2 separate regions of the Sus scrofa genome follow, and region 1 is linked to region 2. The links are chromatin contacts, called in public Hi-C maps. All regions are on one chromosome and are shown on one strand. The core of a region is the stretch at or near the end of the contact, and the rest is flanking DNA. Distances in the headings are between cores, read along the strand shown. Region 1 has its middle 110 kb from the start of COPS8. Region 2 has its middle 210 kb from the start of ACKR3.

What was found. Hi-C and Micro-C count contacts between places; a contact is called where the count stands out from the background.
Region 1: a Hi-C map of retroperitoneal adipose tissue shows a contact between it and region 2, with 1.7 times the contacts expected there. The contact joins two enhancer-like sites. A contact is called at or near these places in 1 of 47 Hi-C or Micro-C datasets (retroperitoneal adipose tissue) and 1 of 2 datasets of contacts at active chromatin or transcription factors (skeletal muscle).

What each region holds. Positions count from the first base shown.
Region 1 is chr15:136,717,061-136,723,355 of Sscrofa11.1, forward strand. No RefSeq gene overlaps it. Among named protein-coding and RNA genes, the nearest start is that of COPS8, 110 kb to the right of the region's middle. Within about 2 kb of position 3,286, at least 11 of the 83 cell types and tissues checked have an H3K27ac peak or open chromatin away from gene starts, as enhancers often do. A contact at or near this core is called in retroperitoneal adipose tissue, where this site is marked.
Region 2 is chr15:136,572,317-136,578,733 of Sscrofa11.1, forward strand. No RefSeq gene overlaps it. Among named protein-coding and RNA genes, the nearest start is that of ACKR3, 210 kb to the left of the region's middle. Within about 2 kb of position 1,620, at least 15 of the 83 cell types and tissues checked have an H3K27ac peak or open chromatin away from gene starts, as enhancers often do. A contact at or near this core is called in retroperitoneal adipose tissue, where this site is marked.

The DNA.
Region 1 (6,295 bases), core at 2,036-4,535, 150 kb after region 2:
GGAGACGGGGTCGGATTCTGCACCCTCCTGCACTGATTGAAGTGTCTTTCCTTTCTAACTGACGCTTGCCTCTCAGATGATTGGCTTTTGAGTTCAGTAACTGGGTGCTCCCGGATGGTGACCAAACAAGGCTGAGTGTAAAGGCCTGGCCACTTCCAGCAGAACCAAGACCCCTCTAACAAGAGAGCCTTGCTCCAGGGCTCAAGTAATGCAGGAAGTGAAGACAACAGGCCCATCGCAGCCCATGCCTCCCCTGCCACCCCACTCCCTCCCTTTTCCTTTCAAAGCCATGCTCCCAAATGAACCATTGCGCTCCTAACACAGCATCAGCACTCGCTTCCCAGAAGGTCCAATCCGCCATCAGTGGAAGCTCTCCCGCATCTCCTTACCTGCCCATGAGGGCTGCCTCCTGGTCCTCACCCTGCAGGAGCTTTTATTTGAGAAAGGAGATCCACCATGGAAGAGAGGAATAGCTTGGAGAATTAGGAAATGAAGACTCTCCTTGGAGTCTGGCCCTACTCAGATTCTCTCCCACTGTACAAATTCCCAGAGACCAGTAGCCAAGGCGAGGTGGAGGGACACAACTTTATCAACCAGAGCACCACCCGCAGGATACCTCATTCAGGGAGGGTGCATCTGAAAATACTGTCAGAGCCAGAGCGGCATCCCATGTCTGGGGTGAGGTATGCCGAGCACACCTGTTGGGGTGGCGATGCGTCCAGAATACCCACCACCCAGAAATCCCAGGCTGAGCTGAAAACTCCAGACTGGGCCCTCAACAGACACTTCGAAAGATGAAGCCGATGCTTCCCATCCTCCCGTTTTGACTGATCTGGCTCCAAACATAACAGAATGCCCCCTCTTGAGAACCCAGATTCAGACAGCAGCCAGGCGCCCTGTCCCTGCAGCAGGCACTTCTGTCTGGTGCACACACCAGCCACGGCCGGCTTGGCTGATGGTGTTCTCAACAGTACCACCTTCATCCTTATGTAAGAGCTTGCTCCTGTAGCTTGTCCTATAAAAATTCTGAGCCTGCCATTTTCTCCAAGATATACCCTAGTGGCTTCTTTGTTGATCTGTTTGTAGAAAGCCTAAGATAACGCTAAATGATGTCTGGAGTTTTTAAGTTGAAATGTAAATCATAGTGCATTCAAACCAGGTTTCCCTAACCTTGACCCTAACTCTAAAATCTAACCCAAAGTCCAAGTCTAACCCTGATGCATGTGTCTTGAACTTTGGCCCAGGGGAGAGAATGTAAAACTGTCTCTCCATCCGCTGACATTTTTGCAGGGCATCTGGGGCTGTCTATAATTTGGCAATTTACCCTATGAAAATATGTCTCAAAATCCCCCCCCCAAAAAAAACCATGATGATTTTGTGTTATTTTTATAGTGGGTGGATTGCTGAGAGCCAGAAGGAAACTCTGTTTTCTAGACTGCTTATTTCACTTGGACAGGGAACATGCCTCTGCAATGGGTGTCCTTGAAGGCAATCAGAGCCAAGAAAAAACACTGCCAAGTTTAAAAGGGTAAATATTCCAAAAAGTAATACTTAGCAAATTATTTTCAGGAACAATGCCCACCACCACCATTATTATTTATTGAGATTTGGAAGTCTTGGTCATTGTAAATTATGATAGCATAGGAAACAGAACAAAATGAGCGCATATGGTAAGAGGAGAAAGACACTCTTCAAAGATAAGACCGGTTAAGACTGTACTACCTTAAACGCAGCTTGCCTGGGTGACGTGCAATGACAGATATGTAAAACCAACAGCATCTGGGAGCGGACCTCCTCCACCAGGACATCAAAAATGCATACGGAGAGGTGAGGTCTGAGAAAATATGGAACATATAGATGACACCTCAAAGGTCTATTGGAAATCCACCAATTTTAGGGGCAAAGGTATTTCTAGAGGTAAAAAGGAATAGTTCAAACAAGATTTTTATGAGTTTGGCAAAAGGTAATTTTGAAAGTCCTCTGAAAGAACAATGGGCGAAGTCTTCCAAAAGACAGTCTGAAAAAATGAGTAATGAGGGAAGTGTTTGCCCTCTTTCTAGCAGATCTTAAAATGTGTTTTAGGAGGAACATTAATTAAAACATTAAAATACTGGCTAAAAACCAAGAAAGAGATAAAAGGAGCAAAATGTATAAGCCTTGAGTTAAAGGCAATCATGCAGAAATACAGTCAGTCGTTGGGAGTTCCCATTGTGGCTCAGTGGTAACCAACCTGACTAGTATCCATGACGACACAGGTTTGATCCCCGGCCTCACTCAATGGGTTAAGGATCCAGCGTTGCCGTGACAGCTGTGGTGTAGGCTGGTAGCTAAAGCTCTGATTCGACCCATAGCCTGGGAACCTCCATGTGCCAAAGGTGCAGCCCTAAAAAGCAAAAAGAAAAAAGAAAGAAGGAAAGAAAGAAAAAGAAATATAGTCACTCATAGATGGAATATTACATTTACTAGTTGCCACATTTAAAAATGTAAAAGGAAATAGGTAAAACTATTTTTAAAATGTTTTCTTTAGACCAATATAACAAAAATGTGATCTTTTTAACCAATTAAAAAAATATTAAAAGATATTTTACCTTATTTTTCTTTCTACAGCCTTGGAAATCTAGGCTACGCATGTTTTAAGTGTGCGTAATGGCCATGGGAGGCCAGCGGCCATCACATCGTCACAGCACAGATTGCGTGGGAGGAAGTTTTACACGCCATGGAGTAGCATCAAGAAAGCAGCGGCGAAGGGAAATGGGTGTTTAGTAAATGGTATAGTGTCCTGATAATGATTTGTGAAACAAGAAACTGTGTCGCAGTGAAACCACACCACAGGCCGCCTGACAAAATACATTCTAGATGCAGTAGATTGTAGACTATTTTACAAACAAAAGCATAGGCCAGCCAGCAGTAAGCTGAACAGTGTCATGGCTTGGCTGGACCTGGTGGAAGGCCAGTCGGCTCCATGACAAAACGGCCTGAGGAGGGAGGCAAGGAGGCAGGAGGGGATGGACATGATGGAGACGGATGGCCTGTGGACCACGGCGGGCCCTGGAGAAGGCAGCCAAGGGGTCCAAGACCCAAGCCCTGAAAGACAGAGAGAGAATTTCCAGAGTGATTCATAAACCATGGGGACGGGAGGGCCTCGTGGGCGAGGCTGTGGAGCAGAAGTTTCCAGGCGTAGGTCCAAGTTGAGGTCCAAAAGTGTGTTGGCCAGTGTTGGGTAATCTGTCCACAGTGGACAGGGCTCCACCCATGGGGGCCCCACCAAGGAGGGCTGGAGCTGTGCCCTGGGAGAAGGTCTTGAGGAGATCCAGATGTCCCAAGAACCACTGGAGTTTTGTAGGGCTCCCATCCTGGGGCAGTGGGATCCCCCAAGACCGCAGAGAACAAGGCAGGACGATGCCTCGGATGGACAGCCGCGGGGGTGGCGGGCACTGTTACGGCTGGACGGCGTTCCCCAGATTCGCGTGTTGAAGGTCTCACTCCCAGTGCCTCAGAACGTGCCTGCAGGCGGAGGTAGGGTCTTCCGAGAGGCAATGAAGTTAGACTGGGTTGTCAGGGTGGCCCTAACCCAACATGACTGGTGTCCTAAGAAGAAGGTTAGGACACAGACACACATGGAAGGAGGGCCGTGTGGACCCAGGGAGAAGACGGCCGTCAACTAGCCAAGGAGGGAGACCTCGGAAGAAACCAACCCTGAAGACACTTTGATCTGGCACTTTTAGTCTCCAGAACAGTGAGAAAATAAGTCCCCTGGTCTGTGGTCCTTTATTACAGAACCCAGGACACACCAGCACAGATGTGGAGGCCAGAGGCTGCACCAGAGAGAACCCCTCCCCAGGCCACCACATAGACCTGGGCCGGCTGAGCAGTCAAGGAGCCCCTGAGAGTCCGCAGGGAAGCTCACCTCTGCATCTCAGACAAGCAACACATCTTCCTAAAGACTAAGCATAAATACTAACCTGGTCAGGAAGAGTTGACCCAGGGCACAAGTGGGGACCAAAAGCTAGGGCTGCCGGTTAAAATACAGGACATCCCATTACGTTTGAATTTCACGTAAGCAATGCATTTTTTAGTGTATTTGTTTTCCAAATATTGCATGAGGATGCTTATTTGAAAAAATTACTTATTGTTTACCTGTAATCCAAATTCACCTGGCCCTCTTGAATTTTTATTTGCTAAATTGGCCGGCCCTATGCAAGTATAAGGAAAGGGCCAGCTGGTCCAGCAAGGAGGCCAGAGGGGAGAGAGGGGGTCCAAAGGGGGACAGGCTGGCAGAGGAGAGGGGAGGATTGTTCAGGGGGGCCGACCAGGGCAGGGGACTTTCTGAGACGCAGGCCAAGACAGAATTGCCGTGAAATGTGGAACAGATTTAATTGCATCAACTTGTATAACTAAAATGAAAGGAATAAGGAAAAATAATAGACTGGGATAACCATGCCAATGAAATGATAGAGTTGATATGAGTATCAAATACGCACTTCAGGAGCTCCCTGTGGCCTTGTGGTTAAGGATCTGGCGTCATCACTGCTATGGTTCAGGTCACTGCTGTGGCACAGGTTTGATCCTTGGCCCGGGAATTTCTGCATTCCAGGGTGGAGCCAAAATAAAATGCACTTCTGTTTCTAAGAAGAGTATCAAAATCTCAGTAGGCAAATAGGTAAAGAATTGTGATCTAACAATTCATACAAAAGCATCTACAATTCTTAAACAATTTGGAAAAGTATGCTGTGTTTTTAATAATTTTTAAACACCATGTTCTTAAAAATTAAGGCTTTGGAGTGCCCGTTGTGGCTCAGGGGAAACGAATCTGACTAGTAATCATGAGGACACAGGTTCGATCCCTGACCTCACTCAGGGGATTAAGGATCCCATGTTGCCGTGAGCTGTGGTGTAGGTCGCAGACACGGCTCGGATCCTGTGGCTGTGGTGTAGGCCGGCAGCTGTAGCTCTGATTTGACCCCTAGCCTGGGAACTTCCATATGCCTCCCGTGTGGCCCTAAAAAAAAAAAAAAGGACAAAAAAATAAAATTAAGTCTCTACTTTTACATTTTCACATTTTTAAACAGGAACTTAAAACACAAAACTCAAATACTTAGGGTAAAAATGTGGCTCAGCCGATAAGGCCCCTTCTCGTGGCAGAAAATATTTAGCCATATGTTCAAAGTTGTTGGCCCAATAGAATCATTCCTGGTTTTATCCTAAGGGAAATCATTCAAAATGAAGAAAAAAAAATGATAGGAGAGTGTGCCTTATTCCATTGTCATCACTATAAAATTATACATATACTCGAACAAAGACGGCAAGGAAACATGGAAAAATCAAAGCCTTTGATGTGAGTCTATTTTTCTCTTTAAAATTTCCTCTTGGGCCTCTGGCATATTCTTTCTTTCTAGTAACACGTTTTACAGCAAGGAGGGGTTCCATTTTTACACACAGGGCTGTTGACAAAGCTGTGCCCGGCAGGAGCCCCACTTGGCTTGCGGCATGAGGATTTGGGGGCTGGCAGCCTTGGGGGCTTGCGGACCCGGCTCCCGTCACTGATGCAGGAGACTTCAATTCTATTCGTCGTCCGTCTTTGTGGGTCTATTTTTTGATTACTCAGGCCTTTTAAACAGTTACTCAAAAGCACTAAAGGATTTTTTTCTGGCCAAAGTCTCAGTGTACATAGGCTCTTCTTAATGAAGAAAGATTTTTTTTGCATGAGTGTCTTTTTTAGGCCATATATTTTTAAACTGGAATATTAATGCCTTTCATTCACGTGTTCACTGCCTTCGCTCAGCCAAAAGCCAAGCTCCAAATAAGTGAGTGTGTTGGTCGTCTTTGTCTGGTCTGGGGTCATAAATCTTCATTGTTAGGACACTGTTTTCCAACCTCCAGGAGGGGGTAGGGGCTGCCGGGTCACCCCGGAAGTGCCTGTGCTCTGGTTCCGGAAGAGACGACACTGGTCTTTGGAGTTAGTGGCAGAAGGAGGCTTCATTAGGGGCCGATGAACTGCAAGCCGCTGCTACCGGGGGGTTTCCTGACAAAGGAAGATTTCATGTTAATAGCAAAAAAGAATCAGGAGTTCTTGTCGTGGCGCAGTGGTTAACGAATCCAACTAGGAACCATGAGGTTGCGGGTTCGGTCCCTGCCCTTGCTCAGTGGGTTAAGGATCCGGCGTTGCCGTGAGCTGTGATGTAGCAGACGCGGCTCGGATCCTGCGTTGCTGTGGCTCTGGCGTAGGCCGGTGGCTACAGCTCTGATTCGACCCCTAGTCTGGGAACCTCCATATGCCGCAAAAGCGGCCCAGAAA
Region 2 (6,417 bases), core at 370-2,869:
ATGTAAATCTGGAGCTGGGAATCTGACTCACAGAATAACGGAGGCAGGTAAATTTCAAGACTAGTTCCATCTGTCCACAGAGGGCTGTCTTCTGGGTGGGATCACTTGCAAATTCCGTTTCTCTCCTCTCCTTTGGCTGCTCTTCCTCACAAGTGTTATCCAAGGTTTCCTGGCTACTGACCAGTCGAAGTCCTCCCTCCCATGGTCTCCTAACCTCTTGGTTTAAACAATGTTCACGTGCCTGGTCTGCGCGTCCTCTGGGTCTTCTAGTCCTTAAGATCCTCCCAGCCATCTCTCCACCTCAAGGAAGGCCCAGACCCCACCGATGGCGGGTCACCCAAGATGCCTACTATGCATGGTTCTTCCTCGGGCTCTCACTGCTCTCCCTGTAAACCAGCTGTTTATACCAGTCAGGACCATACACACGATGCTGCAGTAACAAATGGGCCCCAAATATCAGTGGATTAAAACACTTTGTTTTTGTTTGTTTTTCCTGCTCACTCAGGCTACTCTCCATCACAGCTTGGTTGGGACATGGGCTCCTCTCTGTCTCATGGACCCAGGATGAGGGCGGTACCATGTTTCCATGGGCAGAAAAAAGGGATGCATTGACATAACACATTTGCTCCTCCCTGGAAGTGGATCTCTGCCTCTCTGATCACCTTTCATTTGCCAAAGCCAGTCACGTGGCCACAGCTAACTTCAAAGGGAGTGGAGAGAAGCAACCCTAACATGTGCCTGGAAAAACCAAGACTTGGGGATATTTGGTGAGGATCAGTGAGGTCTGCCACGGTGCCTTTGGTCCTGGACCTGCCCAATCCCCTTTTCAGCTCTCTGGTTCTGCAAACAATCGGATAAGATTCTTTCAGTTGCAATAGACAGAAAAGTAATTCAAGTTGGCCTAAGAAAAAATGAATTTATTGGCTTATAGAACCGAAAGTTCCAGTGGGAGCTGAATCTAGCTTTAGGGGAAACTAGTTCCAGATATTCAGGCGTTGTTGTCAGAAGCTGGTCTCCATCTCTTAGTTCCGCTTTCATCTGTGTTGGTTTCATTCTCGGATAGTGTCTCTCAAGGACGGAAGCTCCAGGAATTTTAGCAAGTCTCGGGGCTGCGGCTCAAGTGGGTTGGCAGGTTTGGGTCAGCTACCTCACATGGCAAAAGAAACACTCTGGTTGGGCAGTTGTGTCATCTCATAGCCAGGCTGACTTCTTAGCTTTTGCTGGAATCAAGTGGCCTCACCTGTCCCTCTAGCCCTTTTGGCCATGGCCTGTTCTCCTCCAGAACCCAGCTCTAGTTCAGCCTTGGTGGAGAACAGTGGCCCCAACTTATGGTGTCCTGGACCGCAGAGGCGAAGCTGAGAATACGAGGGTGGACTTTTCTTATTTAGGCCCAGACACTACACCTTCTTAGGGCATCAGGAGCAGCTCGATTCAAATATAAGCCCCACATCTTTTAGAAAACCAAGTCTGGGAAAATTTTTGAAAAATCCCCTACGATGGGTGTTCCCATCGTGGCTCAGTGGAAACAGATCTGACTAATATCCATGAGGATGCAGGTGTGATCTGGCATTGCTGTGAGCTCGCAGAGGCAGCTTGGATCTGGCATTGTTATGGCTGTGGCATAGGCTGGCAGCTACATATCCGATTCAACCCCTAGCCTGGGAACTTCCATATACTGCAGGTGCAGCCCTAAAAAGACAAAACAACAACAATAAAAACCCCTATAATGAAAAACTCAGCCCCCCTCTCTTGCAGCATTTTTAGGTGGAGACAGAATTCTATTTTGAGTAACCGAAAAATTACGCAGATAATTAGGGTGGTGAGGTAGTGCTGGCCCCGTTTTAGCTGAGTACACCCACGAGGTTGTTGTTTCTGCGATGCTTGTGGTCTGTGTGAAAATGCTGACTTCCTATGAAAAGAGGAAGAGGAAGCATCTCCTCCAACCACAGCCCCACGAGCTGGATCCAGGGCAAGAATTTAGAAACGACTTTCAAGTACATGGTTGAGAAGCCTCTGCAGAGGGAAGGTGATCATTTGAAGCCAGTGGGAGTTCAGTAAGGGCCAATCACACAAGATTAGCTTTATTTCCTTGTTTTGACAGGGAAATTGGACTTGCAGAGCTGAGGCTTTTTGTAGATGTAATATATCTGGAAACAACATTTTTGGGAAAGGTTCTCATGACATCCTTTGGACGCATAAGCTGGGGGATCACGCCGGATTGGTAAGGGATTAATGGCTATACTGAAATGGGGTTGGATTGCTCTCAAATGTGTGGGCAGCCCCCCAGCTTTCCAAAGGGCTCTGTCACTTAGGTCCTCTTGGGAAATATTTCGGTTCATAATTTACATGACATTGGTGACACGCTCGGTATTATTATGACTAAAGTTACTATTTCTCATTAGTGAAAACAGTGACAAGAGCAACCACAACTTCTGGTGACAGTCGTGAGCGCTCACTGTGTCCCGGGCACCGTGCCCAAGGCCTCACGTGGACTATATTACGCACCATAACCCAGCAAGGCAGGAACCCTCGTTTTCCCATTTTACCAAGGAAACAAAGGCTGGCCCTGGGAGGGAAGCGGAGGGGGCGTTAGATTTCTTTCATATTCCAGGGGTCCCATCGATGGGAGGGCTTAGAGGCTGGAGTCTCACGGCCGATGTTCTGCCCACAGCAGTCCCTTGGAGCTCTCACATCCTGATCCTGAGAACAGTCTGCCTGGTTTTGGGAAGAGCCCCAAGCTCTGGGGATAAGGAGCTGGTGAGGGACAGACAGGTGTCAGAGCTGCTACAAAAGGCGAGTCTCACAGCAGCACCCTCTCCCAGCAGGATGAACAGATGTGGTGGCACAAGCAGAGAAGCCCAAACTGAAGGGGAGTCCCTGGTCCCACCCCCTGCCCCCCCCCACCACGGTGGATCTGAGGATGCTGGGCTTGGGCTGTAGGAGTAAGCGCTGCCCCCACACCCTGGTGCCGGGGTAGGATGTGGGTTTGGGGTCTGTTCAACACTCAGGGTTCTCTTGAAGCAAGAGAAAACATGATTACACAGCCTAAATGAGCTATGTCCGTCTTCATTTATACTTGAAAAGAAATCACGGCAAATCACAAGTTTTGAAAAGCTGATACATAACACATAAGTTACAAAATCCGAAAAAGCAACATGTCTTATGACTCTTGGAACTACCGTTAATATATCTGATCAACTGCCTAAGCCCCGTTTATCATACTGACTCCTTCCATCTGGCTATACATTCTTTAATCACATCCAGATCAACAATAATTTTGAATTATTGCTTCCTATGGAGAGATGAGCATTTGATTCCATTCTTCTCTCCACAGGGTGGGTCAAAATTCGTTTTATGTTCTCCATGGTCTAGGAACATGTCTTTCAGCCCCACCACCTGTTATTGGTGGGGCGGGGCAGGGGCTGAGGTTAGGGGACAAATACCAGAAGCTCAGGTAAACTTAGAGGAGTGTTGTCGAGCTTGGAAAAGCGGCTGTTACAGTTCTGCCCTGTAAGATTTCAGGGCATTTCTGTTTTAGTCCTCAGGATGCTATGCATTGTTGACACCGCTAGCCAGTTTGACAAATCCAGGTGTGAGCACAGTCCATGGGCAGCCAAGGGGCGGGAGGGAGATGCCCAGAGCCATTCCTAAACCAGGATGGTGATCAACAGCATAACTCCCTGGAAGTGGACACAAACCACAGAAAGATAGCTGGCAAACCCTAAACTAATTGCTTTTCCAACTCAACTTCCCCTTAAAGGGATCCCCCAAAGCCCCTGGTCCCTCCCCCACCCACAGTGGAGGCAGGAGAGAAAGTCAGAGGGGCAAGAGATGGGGGGCTTAACCAGTAGGGATGCAGATACATCACTCTGCAAACTGCATACAACAAATACTGGTGGGGCACTTGGATAAGCCCCTCCCAGGGCCCTGAAACGGAAGCCCTGACCTCTGCACACTGAGTCAGTCCTCTGATAGGGCCGGGAGAGCTGGCGGGTGCAGCCCCAGGCAGGGGAGGGTGAGGGAGGTGCTCATCACAGTGGTGGGGGAGGCTGGCAGAAGCTGGCACTGGCTGCAGGCAGGCATGTGGCAGAGGGGACCCCAGGTGACAGTGTGGGTTTAGATCTCAGCTAAGATCTCAACCGCCCCAATACATGAGATGTCCTGCAAAATCCATTCACTGACCTCTACAGTCCAGCAAAAAGAACTCACTCCCCTATTGGTTGTGATTTTCCAAGCTTTTTTTGTCTTTTTGTCTTTTTAGGGCTGCACCCACCGCATATGGTGGTTCCCAGGCTAGGGGTGGAATCAGAGCTGTAGCTGCCAGCCTATACCACAGCCACAGCAACACCAGATCTGAGCCACATCTGAGACCTACACCACAACTCATGGCAATGCCCGATCCTTAACCCACTGAGAGAGGCCAGGGATCGAACCCACGTCCTCGTGGATACTAGTTGGGTTGTTAACCACTAAGCCACAATGGGAACGCCCTGATTTTCCAACTTTTGAAACTTTATTCATTGTATGACAGTCCGAACATCAGCAGACAGGGATCCATACAAGTTTGGGACCTCGTTTTGTTCCTGTGAAACCAGAACTCAGTTCAGCGTTGAGTGACCTTGAAAGGTTTGGATTCCCACTCATGGAATATAGACCACCCTTCAAGCAACTTCACTCTGAGGGGCTAGAGAGGGCAGACGGACAGGGCTTACTTTTAATTTTGCTTCTAATTTTGACTCTCAGCAGGACAGTATCAACCCACGGAACCAATGCTTCATTTCCCAGGTCACACAGGGAAATGTGTGTCTCATCAACTGAGGGGCAACTTGGGTTAAAGATACTTTACCTCTATCAACTCATTAGTCACCGATTTAATTGGCTTATTTACATGCCCACCTCTTTCCACAAACGATTTTAGGTGCCTCTCCCAAAATGAATATGGGGACTAAATGGATAAAAAGTAATGCATTAGGACTGGGGGGCATCAGAGCTGACGGAGAATCAAGACGGCAGAGTGGCAGGAAAAGGATAAACCAGATGGTCTTAGCCCTACTGAAGCGGGGGTGCTAACTGGAGGGTCCTGGTAGCCAAAGCAAAAACAGAAGCCTGAACTGGCTGTGAGACTTCGAAGCTCATGGAAATGAGACAAATGAATCCCTTCGGGAAGCAAAGTGCCTCCTGGTGTGTGACTGGCTCTGTGTGTGTGTGAAGTACCATTTCTTATGTCCAACTTCTCCTCCCCCACTTCTTTTTCCCTTTCTCTTTTACTTTTTTTGTTTTGTTTTTTCTTTTCAGGGCTGCACCTGCAGCATACGGAAGTTCCTGAGCTAGGGGTCGAATCATAGCTGCAGCTGCTGGCAAGGCTGGATCTTTAACCCACTGAGCAAGGCCAGAGATCAAACACACAGCCTCACAGAGACAATGTTGGGTCCCTAACCTTTGGAGCCACATAGGACTTCTTAAGTGATTTGATGTAGAAGGACCTCAAATGTTCAAACTTTTTTTTTTTTTCGTCTTTTTGTCTTTTTAGGGCCACACCCATGGCATATGGATGTTTCCAGGCTAGAGGTCTAATCAGAGCTGTAGCTGCCAACCTACACCACAGCTCACAGCAGCGCCAGATCCTTAACCCACTGATCAAGGCCAGGGATCAAACCTCATGGATGCCAGCTGGGTTCGTTAACCACTCAGCCACGATGATGGGAACTCCTCAAGGCTCTTTCTTATATCACCACTGCATCCACGTGGAAATTCTGTTCGTCCTTGACATGACAAACAAGATAAGAGAGACTACACTTCGTGCAGAAAATTCTGGAAACCTGTGGATAACTGGATGGGCTCCTTGTCCTTCAAACGTTTCTCGACGGGAGTGTGGGTAAAAGTTGCTCAGAGGCAGATAAATGCCTTTGAAAAGCACACCAAACCTGGGAGTTTTGTGTTCCCAGCTGAGGTCAGACCCGTGCATCTCCAAGAGCTTATCAGATGGTCACATTGCATGCCCACTTTTGGGAACTGAGCATTCAAACCAAAACCCTCCACTGGAAGGAGCCAAGGGGGATCAGACACACATTAGGAACGAGTAGGTTTCTCAAAGTTCTGTTCCCCATAAAACACTGGAGAAATGATTTGAGCTAATTTTTTTTTTTTTAAATGGCGGGCTCTTCATCATGGCCAAAGGGGGGAAAACCCCTCAGTAATATTCCCACAAAACATCAGTTTAATTCCATATGATTTCATAGGGAAAGCAGCCAGAAGAAATTATGGCCACCCGTACCCTTCAATGACCCCCTGGCACGACATTTTTGGAAGGACATCTGCTGGGGTGAGGACTTGAGTTTAAGACAAGCTGATCTCTCTGGCAGTAGTCAACCAGCAGGACCGCTTTCCCCTCTGAAATCACTCCCAACTCTTGATGGT